Regions from separate parts of the Sus scrofa genome. Here region 1 is linked to region 2. A link is a contact called in public HiChIP or PLAC-seq data. All regions are on one chromosome and are shown on one strand. The core of a region is the stretch at or near the end of the contact, and the rest is flanking DNA. Distances in the headings are between cores, read along the strand shown. Region 1 holds the start of TBCC (tubulin folding cofactor C). Region 2 holds the start of UBR2 (E3 ubiquitin-protein ligase UBR2).

Evidence for each region. HiChIP or PLAC-seq counts read pairs in DNA pulled down with a chosen protein or histone mark.
Region 1: a contact with region 2 is called in an H3K27ac HiChIP or PLAC-seq map of skeletal muscle. The contact joins the promoter of TBCC here to the promoter of UBR2 in region 2. A contact is called at or near these places in 2 of 47 Hi-C or Micro-C datasets (heart right ventricle and psoas muscle) and 2 of 2 datasets of contacts at active chromatin or transcription factors (alveolar macrophages and skeletal muscle).

The regions. Positions count from the first base shown.
Region 1 is chr7:37,821,715-37,826,167 of Sscrofa11.1, reverse strand. TBCC (tubulin folding cofactor C) reads left to right here and starts at 2,174. Exons shown (of 1, transcript NM_001258407.1): 1 at 2,174-3,404. The coding sequence starts at 2,191. The coding sequence ends at 3,234.
Region 2 is chr7:37,654,072-37,659,123 of Sscrofa11.1, reverse strand. UBR2 (E3 ubiquitin-protein ligase UBR2) reads right to left here and starts at 3,316. Exons shown (of 47, transcript XM_021098699.1): 1 at 2,866-3,316. The coding sequence starts at 2,943.

The DNA of each region.
Region 1 (4,453 bases), core at 925-3,424, 170 kb before region 2:
TGATCGCTGTCCATTCCCAGTCTTTGAAAGAGCCTCCCACACACTGGGTCAGTAGGGTGACCTGTACATTCTTGTCCTTTTCTGCCATTTTCTCAGAAAAGTTTGAACTAGCCAACTCAAAATATTCAGAAACTTCCAAAGTCAACTGGACTCTATGCCAAAACCTCTTGATGAGCAGAAATGAAGTTCTCAAAAGGGTTAAATGAATGACCTTCCGTCCCACTTCTGATACAGACAACACAAGCCCCTATCCTAGAGTCACTATAGTTAATACAAAAATGTTGCCTCACCCCACCTGCAACTCCCAAATCCAATAAACCTTGTTTGGCTACAGACCTTCATCATTTGAGTGGGAAAGATTCAATAGGTGAAAAACTTAAAAGAGGCAGGTCAGGTCTTTTTCCCTAGCAAAAATAAATCTTTTAAGGCTCCCTTGGTTAACCCAACCCTTCATAAAATAAAGCAGCTACTGCATTCCCGGTACGACTCACATAAGATCACCAGTTATATTTCATTCACCAGACCTCACAAAACCCCCAGGGCCTCCATCTCTCTTGCCCATGAAACAAAGCGAATGAAAACTTAGATATACCACAAGCGTACACAGGATTTTTTTCAGCACCCCCGTTTCCATCGGGTACACGTTCACACACATACAAACATACAATAACCCCCACCCCCCGAGTGGAATATGCCAAACAGTGTGACCTGTGCTGATTTTCAGCGGAGAAACATGGGAATTTATGTTTGTTTTTGGTTTGGGCTTAAAATGGAAAGGAAAGGAGGAGAAAGCGGCGTGAACAATCGGAAACGACTCTCCATTCTCTCGCTTCCTCCCATCTCCCTCTGCATCAAAATGCAGGTATTATCAGTGAAATTTCAAGTGACAATTTCTTGGGCAGTTAAATACCCCGACTGATGCTGGGAACGGAGGTGGAGGTTAAGAGTGAAACCAAAGACGGGAAGGGCGGGCCGGGTCGGAGGCCCCCGAGCTCCGCCGGGCTGCACCTAGCACGCGAGGTCGCCGAGCGCCGGTGCCGGCCGCGCCCCAGCTCTCGCCCGGCCCGCTGCCCTGGGTTTTGCCAGTGACTACGCCGTCTGGGCTGCCCACTCACACCTCTGGCTGGTCCCGACTTTAGGCTAGGCTCATCCACTTCCGGTGACAAATCCCTCCCACCACCTCTAGAAATAATGTAACATTTCCCCCATCGCCTTCCTAAAGACCGACGGCCCCACAGAGAGCCTGAGCCCGAGCTGAGGTCTCACCCGGGCGCGGCCAGCGGCGCCCAGCTGCCGAGGTTGTGACGGCGAAAGGGGGGAGGGCGTGGGAGGAAGAGGAAGGGGGTGTGGAATCTTACCCTCCCCCCACCCCTCCGACTGCAGTAATTGGCCAAAAAATATAAATCCTTTTTGAGACTCCCCCAGGACCCCCTGAACCCGGTTGCAGTGAGGAGCCCAGTACGTCGCATACCGGAGCCCCTCGCCTTCTCCCGCCCCGGTAACTGCCTGCGGGGATCCAGGAGCCCCAGGCCACGCCGAACTGCAGCGGCGGGGGGAGGGGGAGGGCGGGTAGGATGAGGGTTTGGGGGCGGCAGGAATGGGTTGGGGGAAGGGGTGGTGGAAGGGAAAAGAAAAAAACTGAGGCATGCGAGCGGCTCCCTAGACAGCTGTTCCAGCTGCCGCTTCCTCCGGCGCGGGCCGGGCGGTGTAATATCCCCCCCTCCATCTTTCTCACCACTACCTGTCCCCCCCACCACCGCACGCACACATTCCCCCCACCAGTAGCGGTTCTCCGGCCTGTAAGGGGGTAGTAGGGAGGAGCTGGGGGGGAGGGGGAGGCCTGCGAGTTTCTAACCTTGTTCTTATAAACAAACCCACATGTGCAGCTGCCGCTGCTGCAACTCACCCCACAATCCCGGATATAAGTCCTGCCCCTTTAAGAGGAAAAAAAGCTTCCCCCGCCTGCCTCCCACCCCACCCATCCACAAGGACCTTTGTCTCCCCACCCCCCCGCCAGTCGGCCCCGCCCCACGGCCCCGCCCCTCCAACGCCAAGAAGCCAATGGGCAAAGAAAATAAGGCCGGGGTCTGACGTCAGCATGTCCGACCAATCACAAGGCGCGTTGGTGGGAGGCTTCGCGAAGGGCGCGCCCGGAGAAGGAAGGCAGGAGAAAGGAAGCTTGAAGTCAAGATGGAGGATAGTAGTTTCTCTGCGGCTGCTGCTGCTGTGCGGAACGGGGACTTGGGGTCCCAGTGGGACCGGAGCTTGGTGCCCGAGCGGCTTCAGAGGCGAGAACAAGAGCGGCAACTGGAGGTGGAAAGGCGGAAGCAAAAGCGGCAGAACGAGGAGGTGGAGGAGGAAAAGAGCGACTTTTTCGCCGCCGCCTTCGCTCGGGAGCGATCGGCCGTGGAAGAGCTTCTGGAAGGCGGGGAGTCCGTCGAGAAGCTGGAGGAGGCGGCCGCTCGGCTACAGGGGCTGCAGAAACTTATCAACGATTCGGTTTTGTTCCTGGCCGCCTACGATCTGCGGCAGGGACAAGAGGTGCTGGCGCGGCTGCAGGCGGCCCTGGCCAAGCGGCGTCAGGAGCTGCAGCCTAAGAAGCGTTTCGCTTTCAAGACTCGCAGGAAGGATATCGCTTCAGCCACCAAAGTAGACTCGGCTCCCGGCGCCCCGGCTGCTGACGGCATCCTGGCCTCCTCTCCGCCCTTGAAGGAGGAGGGAGGCTTCGACTCCAGCTGGGTCTGCGGCTTCTCCAACCTGCAGTCCGAAGTCTTGGAGAAGAGAGCCGACGAGCTGCACCAGCGCGACGTCCTTTTGACCCAACTGAGTAATTGCACGATCAAATTGTATGGCAATCCCAATACTCTGCGGCTAACCAAGGCCCGAGGCTGCACGCTGCTCTGCGGCCCCGTGTCCACCTCTGTGTTCCTGGAGGACTGCAGTGACTGCGTGCTGGCTGTGGCCTGCCAGCAGCTCCGCGTACACACCACAAAAGACACCCGCGTCTTCCTGCTGGTGACCAGCAGGGCCATCGTGGAGGACTGCACGGGGATCCAGTTCGCCCCCTACACCTGGAGCTACCCGGGGATCGACAAGGACTTTGAGGGCTCTGGTTTAGATAGGAGCAAAAATAACTGGAACGACGTTGACGATTTCAACTGGCTGGCCCGGGATGTGGCCTCCCCAAACTGGAGCATTCTTCCGGAAGAAGAGCGAAGGATCCAGTGGGACTAAAGCAGTTGTCACGCTTTTCTTCACTCCTACTCCTTCCCATGTGGGACTGACTCCGGCTAATGGGACTGCAAAGTGTACCTATTGTTTTCACGCCGTATATGTTTTCATTATTTTAAGACGAGATTGTGATAAGCTGCTACATTTGATCTACATTAAATTTGTGACAGGTCTGGCACTTTAAAGAATTTTTCCTATTTTGGTAATGTCTAGGAGCTTTTCTTTGATAAGTGTGAAGCCATAAGAGCAAAAGGGTGTAGTTGTGTGTTGGTTTTTACACGATTTGTGCTGTTTAAAACTTACTGCACGATGGAATTCCCGTTGTGGCGCAGTGGAAACGAATTCAACTAGGGACCATGAAGTTGCCGGTTGAATCCCTGACCTCACTCAGTGGGTTAAGGATCCGGCGTTGCTGTGAGCAGTGGTGTAGGTCGCAGACTCGGCTTGGATCCTGCGTTGCTTGACTGTGGCATAGGCCGGCAGCTGTAACTGATTTGACCCCTAGCCTGGGAACCTCCATTTGCACAGTGTGCGGCCCTAAAAAAAGGCAAAAAACAAAACAAAACAAAACCTTACTGCACAATAAAGTAGGCTTTCATGGGGGGAAAAAATGTAATTGTAATGTATACATGTAAGGATAACCTGACCCCCTTGCTGTACAGTGGGAAAATAAAAAAAAATAAAGTAGGCTTTCAGTAATACTCGTTTAATAAAAAGAATTCAGGAGGGCTCTATTGGGAGCCAGTTAATGTGGAAGTAAGGTATCAAACCTGTTAAAACTGACATTAACCAAAAGCTTCTTTGAATTGCAGGTTTGATCCCTATAGATATTTTTCAGTGGGGCGCTGAAAGGACTCCTCTTTGGTCTTCAGCTGCATGTTAGCTTGAGTTTCTGGCATCCTGCTAGTCATCCAAAGTTCTGGCACGGACCCCAAGTTCCTCATCAGTCTTAACCAACTGTAATGCCAAAATAGTTTACCAATTTTTTTGTGCACTTAAAATGCCATAGATACCACTGTAAGCACCTTACTCATAAAAACTTATTAAGTCCTCAAAATCTTATGAGGTAGGTTCTGTTAACACCATTTTTCTTTTCTTTCTTTCTTTTTTTTTTTTTTTGTCTTTTTGTCTTTTTGCCATTTCTTGGGCCGCTCCCTGGGCATATGGAGGTTCCCAGGCTAGGGGTCTAATCGGAGCTGTAGCCACCCGCCTGCACCAGAGC
Region 2 (5,052 bases), core at 2,067-4,566:
CAATGTGTAAGATAATTATGAAACAACAATCTAAAACAATTGCTAGAGCTAAAATGGAAGTTTTAAGAACTACGTTAAAAAAAATGAGAAAAAAGGAAAATTTTAAACAACTCATATTAAGGGTTCTAGAAATGAAGTAAAAGCATTCTCAAATCAAAATAACAGCAACTCAGTAATAAAAGACAAAATAATCTAATTTTAAAATAGGCTAGAGAACTGAATTGACACTTCCAAAGAAGTTATAAAAATAGCCAATAAGCTCATGAAAAGGTGTCAAACATCATGAGTCATCAGGGAAATACAATTCAAAACTAAAATGAGATAGCTACCCCTTCACAGCAAACAGAATGGCTAGAATCAAATGGCTAGAATCAACATTTAATAAATGTTGGCAAGATGTGGCAAAGCCCCCTGAAACCTTCACTTCTGCTGGTAAGGTAAAATGATACAGCCGCTTCAGTTTAGCAATTCCTGATCCAGCAATTCCAATCCTGGATATACGCCCAAGGGAAATGAAAACATACATCCCCACAAGAAAGTGTACACAAATGTTCACGGTAGCACAGTTCAAAATCTCACCAAAGTGGAACCAACCCAAATCTCCATCAAGTGATGAATGAATAAATAAAATATGGTATATCCACATAATGGACTATTATCTGGCAGTAAAAAGGAATGAAGTATTGATGATACACGCTAAAACATGGACAAACCTTAAAAACCCTACCTAAGTGAAAGGAGCCAGTCACAAAAGACAACATATTATAGGATTCTATTTACTGTCTACTTGAAATTTCAAGAATAGACAAATCAATGCAGACAAAAAATAGGTTAGTACCGGCCTAGGGTTTGGGAGGTTAGAGGAAAATAGGAAGTGACTGATAACAGGTATTGGATTTCTTTTTTAGGATGATAAAAATGTTCTAAAATTGATTGTGGTGATGGCTACACAACTCTGAATATACTAAAAACTACTGAATTGAATTGTAAGATTATGTGAATTATATATAAAACTACTGAAAATTTCAAAGCATAAGGTAACCAATGTAGATACAAAACTACATAAAACTTCTATAATGAATATGATTACTTTCATACTTGGGGGAAAAATGATATATGTACTTCTTAAGTCATAATCATCTATGGGAACATATAATCAAATCTGTGGAGCATGAAATGGAGGCAGACTTAAGAAATGCTGGGCAAGTCATATGTGCGGAATCAACTCTAACAAGGAAAAGAGAAAACTAGAACAGAGTTTGTGATCTTCACAAACTCAAACTAAGGCCAAATTAATAAATTCTGATTGCATTTCCCTTAATTTCCTCTACTATACCTGCGTGAGAATTTCACTGCACAAGGACTAGGAGTGTTGGTCTCCAGCAGCGGTTTTAAACTAGCTTCCTCAGGAACCACAACAAATTGGAGAGGCTCTAATTACTTAATAGTTTGCACTTGCAGAATTTGGAAACTAGAGTGCATAACCTGTATCGCTCGGTCAACAAAACTCCGTAGGAGTAAAAAAAAAATTTTTTTTGAGGAGATTAGATGTCAATATGGGTACTGACAGGATGACATGGATAGGCAGTAACTGTCATTACCATTTTACTATTTACTTTCATTTTCTTTTTCAAGTCTCTTTATAAATGAAAGGCAGGTGGGGAAAATCCTTGGATTGTTGCAATATTAAGCAGAAAGTAAATGAAAACACATCTAGACTAAAAAACAAACAAAAAAACAAAGACTCATCATTCAACAATGTATTTCTTCAAATGTTTCACCTCTATTCCTGTGATTTATTTCCACTACAACTTTACTGTCATCAATTCACCCCGAAATAACTCACTACAGAACACCACTGAAATTTTGTTCCTAACATTCAGATTGTTGACTTGTGTTCAAAGGTCACTCCCTTCCTAGCAGCTTTTTAAATCCAAGGCCTTAGAGGTGGGGCCTCAGCTGTTTGGGTCCATTCTTAATCATTCCGAACGATCTGTTCTAATAGGTGTTCCGTGTTCTTAAGGAAAGATGCCATAAAGTTTTGTTAATTATTTTACAACTCTGCTACTTATACAAGCATATTCATATTACAGTTTCAGTACAATACTGGGTCTGAATGCTTTAAGTTTGGGGCATAACTGCCCCCACTATACCATGACCAAACTTCACATTATTAGCATCCATTTACTAAGAGTTGTTCTCTCAAAGTTATATAATGTTCGTTTATCCACCCAACTACCCCCAACTCCTGGAAAAATTATTTTTAATCTCCCAGTCTCCACCACTACTTTCTCAATCTCAGTAAACGTGTCAAGACACTACTTTCTGCACATTCATCAACGCTGTCGACTGACCAAACAGGTGCAAAAACGCACAAAACAGGGTAAAGAGGAAGAACGATATCGTTTGCATCCTTCGGTGCCTAGAGCGGTCCCAGAAACAAAGTGAGGTAGCAGGTTTCAGAGGAGGAGGCAAGGCTCAGCTTATCTCAGGAAAAGGAAGCAGAAGGGATAAAGTACCCCAAGCACCAGGAAGCGTCTCTCCCTCCTATCTTCCAAGAGTTGGCATAAAAGGCAAAGGCCCTGGGTTAGGGACTTCCTGGGAGAAATAATGGAAGCGCGAAAAGGAACGTGAAGGTGGCTGTGCATCCAGCAGACTTGCGGGCTATTTGTGGATAAAGACAGAAGGACAGGAGCAGAATCTGGGGCCTCCCTGGGCCGTTACCCACAGGGCGAGAACCGAGAAGCCGGCGCGGTCGTCACCCCAAGTCCGGGCCCGGCAGCTCCCGGATTTCCAGGAGTCGGTTCCTCCCCCGGGGCGCGGCCTGCGACAGCCGGACGTCTCCGCCCGGGTCCCGGCACTCACCCCCGCGGTCTCCTCAGCCGAACATTCCAGCAAACTCCGGTCGATGGCCTGCACCTCGGGCTCCAGCTCCGACGCCATCTTCCTTCCTGCGCTTCCCCAGCGCTGACGCTGCTATCTCCGCTCCGAGGGCCGCGGCCTCGCCACAGCCCCCGCGTCCGAGACTTCCACCTCTGCCCCGGGCGGTCGGTCGGGAGCCGTCCAGGCGGCGGAAGTCGGAGAAGACGGAGAGTAGCGTGAGGTGAGGCGTACAGGAGGGACGGTGCCTCCCGCGCTCCCTCTTGGGCCCTGCGCCCAAAAGTCAAGACACTGCCTCGTCCCTACCCCGGGGAAGGACACAGAGAACCCCGGGCCTGGCACTCTTGATCGCTTCTACCGCGTCCGGCACCAGGAAAGAAGCAATTACACCCAAAATAGGAAGCAAAGCACCCTGGGAACTGTAGTCGTCCTCCATAGGGCCGGGGTTGGGGGGGGTAGAGGTGGAGCCCTTACAAGGAGCCCCACTATGGCACTATGGGAGTTGTAGTCCATCTCTTCCTAAGAGACTAGGCAAATGGCACACCAGCGGGCGGGGCTTTTCCGCACGGCTGGAATCATGGGAAGAGATTAGTGGCGAGAAGCGCCCACCCGGGAAGAGGAAGAAGCGCGAGATACTGTGGGGTACCGTAGTTTTATTCCCCCAACACCGTTTGTTCGTATTTCTGTCCCGCAAGCCTAGAACCGTACCTAGCACGTGGTAGAACTCGAATACGAAAGCCTGGCATACGTGCGAACTCAAATACTTGTCGAATGAATGAATTAGTTCTATTCGTATAGTTCTATGGCCATCAGCCATCAACCCCTCTTTCCGTTAGATTGGTGACCGAGGTGTACATTTTCCACGTTTTTGAAGGTCTCGAAAACATGCCGTTTTAAAACGCTGTTAAAGGATGTATTTCCAAGTGATTTAGTTAAGACCGTTCATTAAAATTTATTTCAAATCTTGGGAGTTCCCTGGTGGCCTACCGGTTAAAGGACCCATCATTGTCGCTGTTCCTGCTCTAGTCACAGCTGTGGTGAGGGTTGGATACCTGCCCAGGAACTTATGCATGCCTCAGGAAAAAAAAATTATTACAAATCTTGCTGCAAAGGAGAAGGAGTCTACCAAGCTAATTCAAAGATTTACTCTTGATAGGGATATTGTGTAGAAATAGATAATCATTGTTAGATAAGAAAATTGCATTTGGGTAGAAGTAATTAGGTTCTTGACTGGCATATGGGTGAGTGGGTTTCTTAGAACAAATTTTCGATTCCTTTAGAGTTTATCAGAAAATTGCTTGCACATTTTATGAGACTGCTAATTTATTCCCATAAAGAAATTGTGAATTAGGCAAAAAATGTTCTGATCCAATCCAGATATGGGACTTGGTTTGCTGTTATTGCTGTTAACAATAGTATAATATTAACTAAATTTTTTTAATAAAAGTTACCCATTATCTCACAGTACAAATAACCCTTGTTATCATTTTTAAAAACGTAAAAGTAATATATGTATAGGATTATAAATTCAAACTGAAGGGAAATATTTTGAAAGAAAAAAATGAAAATTGTGCCTCTTTTACCCCAAGTCCCTTTCCCCAAGGAAAAGCATTTTTAATATCCTATTATGATTCTATCCAGAAAAAAAGTATGCGTATGTATGAGAATGAGAGACATTAAATGAGAGATCTTGAAACATTCTTTTCTTCTTTGCTCAACTTCCTTGCAGTGAGGCGCTCCCCAGTCAGAGTCAACCTGGAGGAAAATTGGGATCGTTACAACCCAGAAGCAAAGATAATGCCTAAGAGTCCTAACATAGAATTAAAGCCATTAAAATACATTGTAAAGAAATTTTCTGCCCTTCACACCATTCTTTTCTTCCTTTTATTATTTTTGGGTTGATATTAATGTTCTTTTGTCCTAAATTCTTGAATTGGATGTTTGCTGTTAACCCTCCTCTTTTTTTTCAGCATGTACATCTAAGGCAGTGGTTTTCAAACTTGAGCATGCGGAGTTGCCATTGTGATGCAGCAGAAACAAATCTGACTAGTATCCATGAGGCTGTGGGTTTGATCCCTGGCCTCACTCAGTGGGTCAGGGATCCAGCATTGCTGTGAACTGTGTTGTACATTGCAGATGTGTCTGGGATCCCATGTTGCTATGGCTGTGGTG